2 separate regions of the Neogale vison genome follow, and region 1 is linked to region 2. A link is a contact called in public Hi-C data. All regions are on one chromosome and are shown on one strand. The core of a region is the stretch at or near the end of the contact, and the rest is flanking DNA. Distances in the headings are between cores, read along the strand shown.

Region 1 (4,903 bases), core at 761-3,260, 190 kb after region 2:
AATAACTATGATGTAATGGACACTTTAAACTTTAAATATCAGTAATTTGTGTGGACTTAACCCAGAGTATTCAATCTGGGCAAGGCTACTCTTTGCTGATCTGAACAGCTCTCTGTAGATCTTGAGACACTTGTTCCTGCTGACGTCAGGCAACTCTTGGTCAGCAGGGTGTTAAACCAGGCGGCAGTCTCAGGAGGGAAAGGGACATCTGTTTCTGCCTTGGTGAGTCTATTTCTCACAGGCAGTGGTGCAAGCTGTGTAACTGTCCCTAAAGTACTAACCTTCAGAGCAGCTCACCTTGCCTCCCAACACCAATACCACTGTCCACTAGCTCTGTGTCCCAGCAGCTAATGCCCAGCTTTTTGTTGAAAGCACTGATTCTACCAAGAACCAATTCTGAAGGAATGAATGAATCTGGACTTTATTTCTCTATCCCCTAGAACAATAGTGTATTCATCCACCACTGGTTTGTGGAGTATGTTAGCTCTTCACTTCCTTGTTTAGAGCCATTATCCTGTATCCTATTGGCTTATGAAATTTAAGTTATAATTCTCTTAGTAAACCCATGTTAAATAAATTACTGGCAGAAACAAATCTCAGACTCGGCATAATGTGCCCCAAACACACAAGCTAACAAGCTACATCAGAATCAAGTTTCACTTAGATAAGGTTATCAGAGGAAGCTGGGACGTTGATCGAGCAATGCTTTGGCACCAAAGAAGGGAAGAGCTCATTCCTGTCTTCCCTAATCACCGCCCTGCTGTCCCCAACCCACTGGGAATACGGTTCCTTTTGTTGCAAACTGAAATTATATCTGACATCCCTTTTCTCGAAATCACAGAAACTAGCTGGGACTGCGCCACTGATCTACACAGTGCACCAGATTTGGGATGAGAGGTCCTGGCAGGATGAGAATTAAGCCAAGTCAGCCTCTCTGAACAAGTTTCCCCATCGGTGAAAGGTCATAAAGTTACCTCCCCCAGAGAACGGTTAGAAAGACAATGACCGATATAGGGCGCAGCGCGTGCGTACAGTGAGTGCCCCCGTCGCCAACTGCACAGCAGCACCCAAGATTCTGAGTGATTATTCAGCTACCGAGGTTGTGCCTGGGGGTGGCTGTGGAGCAACTACACAGCCTAACAACGTGCATCTCGGCGAGCATCTCGCCAGCCGGGAGGAGCCGGAGCCCGCTCGCAGCTACCCGCGGGGCCAACCCACCCCAGCCCGGTTCCTCTCCGGCAGCCGGGGCGGAGAGGACAAACCACGTCGCCGCCGCTGCCGCCACCCGGGGCTCTGAGAGCGCGGCGGGCACCGGAAGCGCGGAGGGCCGGGCAGAGGCCCCGGCGCGCGAGGCAGTGGGGAGACCGGTACTTACCCCCGGCCCGCGGCGGGCGGTCGCGGCCAGCCGTCTCCAGGCGGCGACGAAGTCGGGCGGAGGGGCTCGCCGGCTCCGGCAGACGAGGGAGAACAGGGTCCCCAGGAGGAAGGCGGCCGCGGCGCAGCCCAGGTACAGGCAGAGCCTGAGCAGGACGGTGCACGGCCCCGCGCCTCCGGCCGCCTGCCAGCAACCGGGCCCCAGCCAGGAGAGGCACACGGCGGCGAGTGCGGCCACGGCCACTGGCACTCGCCAGCTCCCGCCGCCAGGAGCCCCCGGCGCCGCCGCGTCTTCCCGGGGGTCCGGCCGGCGCTCGCCCGGGGCGCCGGAGTCTGGGCGGCCGCCGGCGGCTGCGGCCGGCGCGAGGTTGAGGCCGGCGCCGCTGCTGTCGGTGGCATCGGGGTGCATGCTGCCTCCTGAGCCGCTAAGGACAGGCACATTTCCTGCCCTGCTGTCCCCCGGCGCTGCCCTGGACGGTGGCCTCTCCGCGGCGCCTCCTCCCCTCGCCGCTCCCGCCGCCGCCGCTCCTGAGGCACAGGCAGTCGGCGCTCATGCCCTCGTCGGCGGCCCACCGAGGGAACGGCTCCAACAGACGCCGCGGAGCTCCTCTCGGCGAGCCCTCAGCGCCGCCACCCGGCGTCCGCCCCGCAGCGGTCCGGCCGGGCGCGCCCAGGTAGCCGGACCTTGTTGTGACTTAAGCTGGCGAAGCCTGAGGCGGAGCGGGGGCGGGGGCGGCCCCGAGGTGCCTGTCAGGCGGGGGGCGGGGGGCGGAGAGCGACCGCGGCCCGCTGAGTGACAGGTGGGAGGTGCCCGGCCGCGCCCGGCCCCCACCGCCCACCCGCGGCGCGGGGGCGGGGTCGGACCGCCGCTGCCTCTCAGGGTAGGGGGCGCGACCAATCGCCAGGGTAACTGCTCGGGCCCGCGCTCCTGCTCCCCTCCCCGCAGGGTACCGTCCGCGATGGAAAATTTTGCGGCAGGTGTCAGAGCATTTGTAATTCTCCGGCTCAGGTGATCCCTTAATCCTCGCTCTCCGTTCTTCACTGCCAAGTAATCTCCCAAGCTTAGGGTTCCCCAAATTTCTGCTTTGTTTTCACCTGCTATTTAGATAAAATCGGCAAGCATTCCTGATCCTCACTTTTAATGCAGTTTCCCCCAACAACCTTCCTTATTTTTCCCTTCAGGGAAAGAATCCGACGAACGTGGAAGAGTAATGAAGCCTGCAATTGCTAGTTATGGAAAGGCCCCCAAAGTCGGCCTGGTGCCAGAGGGTGTACACAGCTGCCATAAGCACTTTGGCTCCAAGTCCCTATGTTTTTGTTACAAAGAGTCAATAGAAGTGTTATTACCTACACGAGCGAAAGAGGTCCAAATAATTTCTAGAGTACGTTATTTTCCTATTCTCCTATCATGATCCCATGCTTAATATACAGATGTTTACTGAAAAGATGCTAATATGTTAAATACTAGTAATTACTACTAAGAGCAGTAAAGCAGCAGCCATATCTTTGATAGATGAAAGAATTGTAAAGGAAATGATGGAACTCTGAAGAGATTAATGATTTGAAAGGACGGGTGATAGGGCCAATCGGGAATAGAAGAAGGGGAAGAAGTAAATAGATGAGAAAAGCAGGGAGAAATAAAGGATAGGGGGAAACAAAAGCGAAGTGTCCGAACTCTCTTCTCATAGCAATCCTGAAGAATTTCAACAGTTCAACTGCGCTATTGTTGTCCAATAAAATGCGTTATATCCTGCTTCCCAGGGAGCATAGTGAAGAAAAGTAAGCATTAAAATGTATTCGCAAATTACTGTGACTATACTGTTTTTCTTTTTTTTTTTTAAAGATTTTATTTATTTATTTGACAGAGAGAAATCCCAAGCAGACGCAGAGGCAGACAGAGAGAGAGAGAGAGAGAGAGAGGGAAGCAGGCTCCCTGCCGAGCAGAGAGCCCGGCGCGGGACTCGATCCCAGGACCCTGAGATCAGGACCCGAGCCGAAGGCAGCGGCCCAATCCACTGAGCCACCCAGGCGCCCCTATACTGTTTTTCTATAAGGAATCGTCTGTGTCAGTATTTCAACAAAGGAAAAAGACATTTACAGGAAGTAAGATAGTTGATGGATTTTTTTTATTTTTAATTTTTTTAATTGTTTTATGAAGAATAATTTACATACAATGAGCCGTGCAATTTGATTTTTACCTGCCAAATACTTTTGTTTCAAGTTTTTATTTAAATTCCAGTTATTTATTCTTTTGAAACAAAGTATTATCCAAGAGGTTATTATCCAAAAGAAGACATACTGGAAATATGGTGTGCCACAGTTATCTATTGTTACATAACAAACTACCACCAAATAACAACCATTTCATTTGCTTATGATTTTGTGGGTCAGCAATTTGGACTGGGGTCAGTTGGGCAATTCAGCTCTTCTTGCCTGGGGTCACTAATGAAACTATGGCCTCCTGGATGCATAGGCTGGGACTGTGTGATCTATGGACTCTCTGTTGAGATGGCTTGTCTCTGCTCCCCGTGCACTTACCCTCCAAAAGGTCAGCTTGGCCTTTTTCTCATGACAGTCTCAGGAATGCCACGTTTTTTTAAGCTTTTGCTTAGGTTATATTTGCTAATGCTTAGCTTTGCTTTTGCTTAGGTTATATTTGCTCATGTCCCATTGGCCAAAGCAAATCATATGGCCCAACCAGTAATTAAGTGGGGAGGGGCCTACACATGGGCTTAAATAGGGGGAGTATAATTCATTGGTTGCATTAGTTTAACAACTTACTACCATTTGCTTTGAGGGAACACACTAATCAGTTTCTTGTGGATCATCTGGCTGGTCACCAAAATCAGTAGTATCCTGTGACCTAGCACTGTAAATATGTTAAAGTTCACATTTCTTGTTCTTGGAATTGATAGTTCCTCATAATCTAATCCCATTTACTTATAAAATGAACAAATGAACCTAGGGAAGATAGGGGGAAGGGAGACAGTATACAACTATGTTTCTCAGTAAAGAGTTTGGTGATTATAGATGTATCATTTAGCTTTATTTTATTCTAATATTTTCAAGTTATGAAAAAAAATGAAAAAAATTCTACAGTCACTTAAAATTTAATACCCAGTATTATTGGACAGCAGATTATTAAAAAAGAATATAAATTGTGTTTAGTTATTAACTAATTTCTCCAAAATGCATGTGGGCAAAAAAATTTTCGAACTGATCTTGATACTTTTTCATGATATGTATTATGAACAGAATAAAATATAAAGTAGGCAGGACACAATATTGATTAAATATACTTACATAAATTAGGAAAAGATTTTTAATATTTTCAGATTAACACTATGTATTTAATATTATATAAAGCTTTTATATACTACCAAAAAGAAGCCAGTGTCTCTCATTTGTCATTTATTTGCTCTAGGAAAGAGAACATACCTATAGACAATAAAAATTAGTATTAGAGTATTAATTAGAGTATGAATAGGGGTTGCACAGAGTAGGCCGTTAATAAATATTTTTGAATGAA
Region 2 (4,420 bases), core at 1,249-3,748:
TTCTCTGGGTGATGTATCCACAAATAGGAACAAATGTGTATGACAGCATCTGTCACATTGCCATTCATCTGTTGTAAATGACAAAACTGTTACTGTATAGTATAGTACAAATACTGTGTAAAAAACATCTTTCTTTTGAGAAGTTCAAAGTATATTTAAAAATCAATTACATAAGGGGAGAGGATGCTTTGTTTAGAGCAAATAATTTAAACATACTGCGTTGTCTCTCATGTTGGAAATTACAACAGTTTTTCAGAATCCACAACACACACAGTCATTATGTGTTATCCTATAGTTCTTTTCTCAACTTCAAATGAATACAAGAAATGTGTCACTGGCAAAATTAGTTCACAAAGGGGATGGATGGGAAAGGACAATTGTCTAGGCAAGATAAAAATTAAGAACAACAAAACAAATGACAATCCACAATGAATTAAGAGTATTTGTTAAAGGGCAAACTGCAATTGTGAATTTCCTTCTGAAATACCACATTAAACATTCAAGTATTTATTTAGATGTTTTTTAATTAAACAGATTCTGGAAAGGAAAACCAAGAGCTAAGGAATATTTGCTTCCATTTCATCATTATATATTTTTAAATATATTTTTATTTATAAATGTATCTATATAAATATATTTATATACATCATTATATTTTTAAAATACATATTGTTTTTTAAATGGTCTCCATATCTAGTGCAGAGCCCCAAAGAGGGGGGCTTGAATGCACTACCCTGGGATCAAGACCTGAGATGAGATCAAGAGTGGGTCCCTTAGACTGAGCCACCAGGGCACTCCCATAATATTTTTTTAAGTACCAACTAGATGCACTGGGCTTACATTACTGAATAAAACAGACACGGGTTATGCTTCCCAATTTATAATCCTCGGTAAGACCCTTTTGTCTTGAATTTCAGTGACCCTAAACACACTTGCCTATGTATTCACAGGCAACTGGGGCTCATCTGAGCATCAACATTGCTAATGTGTAATATCAAGGCCGCGAGATTCCGTTTAAACAAAAGCATAAGAAGATATGCTTCCATCCCACCCCCCACACCCCCATTCCTCCTCTTCCCCTGATCAGGTCTGTTTTCAAAGCAAAGGTCAGTCAGTAGGGATGTATCACTTTCATCTGCGGCTTGTTTCAAAGCTCCATCCCACTGCCCAACCACAAGGGTTTCCCGTGCTGTTTCGCGGACTCAAATCCTTTAAAAGGTTCGCCAAGTCCGCTATCACCCACATTTGTCACCATGGGGGACCCCACTCCCTGGCACCTGGGCTCCATTTGACTTCTTCCAATTCTCAGATAAGGCTCGCTGCAGCCACAGGACCATGGCACCTGCTGTTTCGCTTCCTGCGAGTACTTCACCGTGCTGACTCCTTTAGTTCCCCCAGCTAACACTGATCCTTCGGGTTGTGTAGCTCATTGATCACTTCTTTAATGATCTCTCACGTACTTCCCTTCCCAAGCCCTCGCCAAGGTTTATCTAACGGGTTATGAGTTCACGTACAACGTGTGGGAATCCTTTAATCAACAGCTGTTTCCCTCCACTAAACTGTAGGCTCCATGAAGGCAGGCACCGGGGAGAGTCTGGCTCTTCCTTACCCCAGTGTTTCCAGCGTCTGCGCAGCGCCCGGCACACGACCCAGCGAGCCACAGAGGGGGAAAGGAAAGGAGAGAAGATCCCGCCTTGAATTTTCCCACTACTTAACTCTTCTGATCCACATTTACAGAATCGTTGGTTCATTCAACAAACACTTCGCAAACCCCTCCTCTGGGTAAAGCTCGCGGACAGAAGCTAGGAAAACATTTCAAAGGGCCCGGATCCTGGCCCCAGGTTGCTTACAACCGAAGCCGGCGAGCGCAGGATGAAGTGTACCACAAGCTGATTTTGGCAAGGTCCCTTAAGCTTCAAGCGCTGAGGGGACGGGGCGGTGGAGGAGGGGCGGAAAACTGAAGCGACAGGAAAATGATTTCCCATTAAGGAAACAGGCTCTGAGTAGGGACGCGTCTAAAGGACAACACCCTGCGGCCCCGAGGACCAAGTCACCTCTCAGAAGGACACCCCGTCCGACAGCCGACACCAGGTCGTCTGAGGTCGGGTCCGCGTTAACTCTGCCGCAGGAGCGACAGGGGCCACGAGCCAAGTCGCGCGAACTCCTGCACGCGACGCCTCCCTGCGAAGCGCCTCCGCACGCTCCGCGCACTGCCTATGTGGACCGTGGCCGCAGCTGTTTATTGTGACGCGTTGCCTCGGGCACGGGAGAACTCGTTTCTAAGTACGCTACGGAAGGATACGTGGAGAGTGCGAAACATGCGTAAAGACTTTAGAGTACGGGTAGAATAAGAAAGAATCAACCAATAGAATTTAGGGGGAAAGCCTTCTCCTCCTCCGCCCCAATATCCATCCGCGAGAAGCCGTGGTAAGATCCGCCCCGTGACGTTGCTGCGGGGCATGTTGGGAGTTGTAGTTAGTCTTCCCAGGCTCGCCCCTGGAAACGCCACTTCCGGGCTAGCGTGCTGAGCCCTAGCGCGGACGTCAGCGCCCCTGTCAGAGCCACGTAGCAGACATGGTGAGTACATGCATTAGACCCCTGCGTTTCCCTTCAGACTTTCGTAGTCTCCGTGAGTCCAAGCCCTTGAAAGGAGCTGCCCTGGCAGGACCCACGGTAGCAGCTGCGAGCTCGGTGCGCTGGGTCTCCTTTCTCTCGGTCTGTCCCTGCGAGAGCCGGAAGGAGACTGTCCCGCACAGCCTAGACTATCCCAAGCTCTGCCACTGTAGGACCTTCGCTCCCCGCGCCTCCTCCTTGTGGAATCATGTTGAGAACGAGGGATTATTGGGCGTCTTGAAGGTTTGAAGAGGTATCGGACCTGGGAAAGATAGGAGTCACTTTCTTCAGATACTCTACTCCCTGAGCTCCGGTGGTGTCCCACTTCCCCCGTTTCCCCCCCAGCCGTTCGGCCAGGTCTTCCAAGCCTTTCCTGGATGTGGTGGTCTTCAAGGATCCTTTACATCCTGCGTTTCCTCCCAAGTTATACATCCAGTTTTTAGAAATGTATTCCGAGCTCTAGATCTTTATCTACTAATTGTACCTTCGCCTGGATAACTCCTATGTATTTCACACTCAGCAAGTTCAAAACTATTTCCACCTCCGCTCGTCCCACACCCGCTCTTCCAGATATCCGCGGATCAGGAAATCCACCGTGTTGGGCCTGCCAGAAACCTGGAAATCATCCTTGTTGTCTTCCCCTTCTCAACCCCCGAACATCTGATCAATAATCAGATCCTCTGCATGCTATTTCTGCATGCCTGTCACTTGTCCTTCACGCCACTCCTACCATCCCTGTCCTTGCCCTCGTCAGATCTCAACTGATCCGTGGTAGGCTTTTAAGTGTTCTTCCAAGTGGGTCTTCACCAGCCTGTGCCCCTGCTTGCAGTGGGTTCTCCTACCTCCACCCCCAACTTTCCTTTCTAGTTGTTAATACTCGTACCTACTTGCCCTTCTCATCTCAGCCTTAAATGTTATTTCTTCAGAGAGGATCTCAATTCGGAAGCCTAGGGAGGTTGTGGTCCTTTCACTTGAGATCTCTTGTGGAATCATCGCAACAACCCTATGAAATAACGGATTTTTCCTATTTTACAGAAGAGTACAGAAGTCCTGAGTGATTAGTTACATTGTGCAGAATCATGCAGCGTTAAATACGCTCTTGCCTTTTTCACTTTTGCCTTCTGTATTTTTCATTGTCATTAAATATTTTTTGTTCAAATGGCAACTGTAGAACACTTCATAGAGCAGTTCCTCAAATGGTTGCCTAATATTTATATGGTAGTATTGTTCTTTATTTAACTGACTTCTTACTGGTTTAGAAGATTTCCTTTTCTTTTTTTTTTTTTTTTGCTATGATGAAAACAGTGGGAAGTGTACAACATTGAAGTTAAATTTTTGCTGAACTTCGATTATTTCCTTAAGACAAATTTCCAGAAGTAGAATTGACTCTCATTTGTATGAAGATGAATTTGTTTTGTTTTACAACGGAATTTTGGTTCTGTTTGTCTCAGGTGATTTCAGAGACTATGGATATACTCTTCAGAATAAGAGGAGGCCTTGATCTAGCTTTTCAGCTAGCTACTGCTAATGGTAAGTCTGACCAAAAAAACTTCTTTTTTATTATAAATTGATGATGAAATATACTGGGATCCCCTTCATTTTGCAAATGAAACTGAGTGAGAGAGAGGATAAACTCAAATCGGGTGGTTAGTGAGTTCTATAAATTGGATTTAAACTTGGGCACTATGTTCCAGCACCACTGTTTGCCTGTGAGGCTTCTCTGTGCAAATTAGAAAAAAAGGTCCCCTTTCTTAAAAAAAGAAACTTCACTGTCCACTGGCAGACAGTTGTCACAATAAATATAAAT

The links. Hi-C and Micro-C count contacts between places; a contact is called where the count stands out from the background.
Region 1: a contact with region 2 is called in a Hi-C map of muscle, with 6 times the contacts expected there. The contact joins the promoter of SNX25 here to the promoter of UFSP2 in region 2. A contact is called at or near these places in 2 of 3 Hi-C or Micro-C datasets (fibroblasts and muscle).

The regions. Positions count from the first base shown.
Region 1 is chr11:196,839,927-196,844,829 of ASM_NN_V1, forward strand. It overlaps SNX25 (sorting nexin-25), which reads right to left and starts at 2,011. Exons shown (of 19, transcript XM_044225609.1): 1 at 1,376-2,011. The coding sequence starts at 1,783.
Region 2 is chr11:196,648,904-196,653,323 of ASM_NN_V1, forward strand. It overlaps UFSP2 (ufm1-specific protease 2), which reads left to right and starts at 2,499. Exons shown (of 12, transcript XM_044225603.1): 1 at 2,499-2,577; 2 at 4,065-4,143. The coding sequence starts at 2,575. It overlaps C11H4orf47 (UPF0602 protein C4orf47 homolog), which reads right to left and starts at 2,274. Exons shown (of 8, transcript XM_044225602.1): 1 at 2,055-2,274.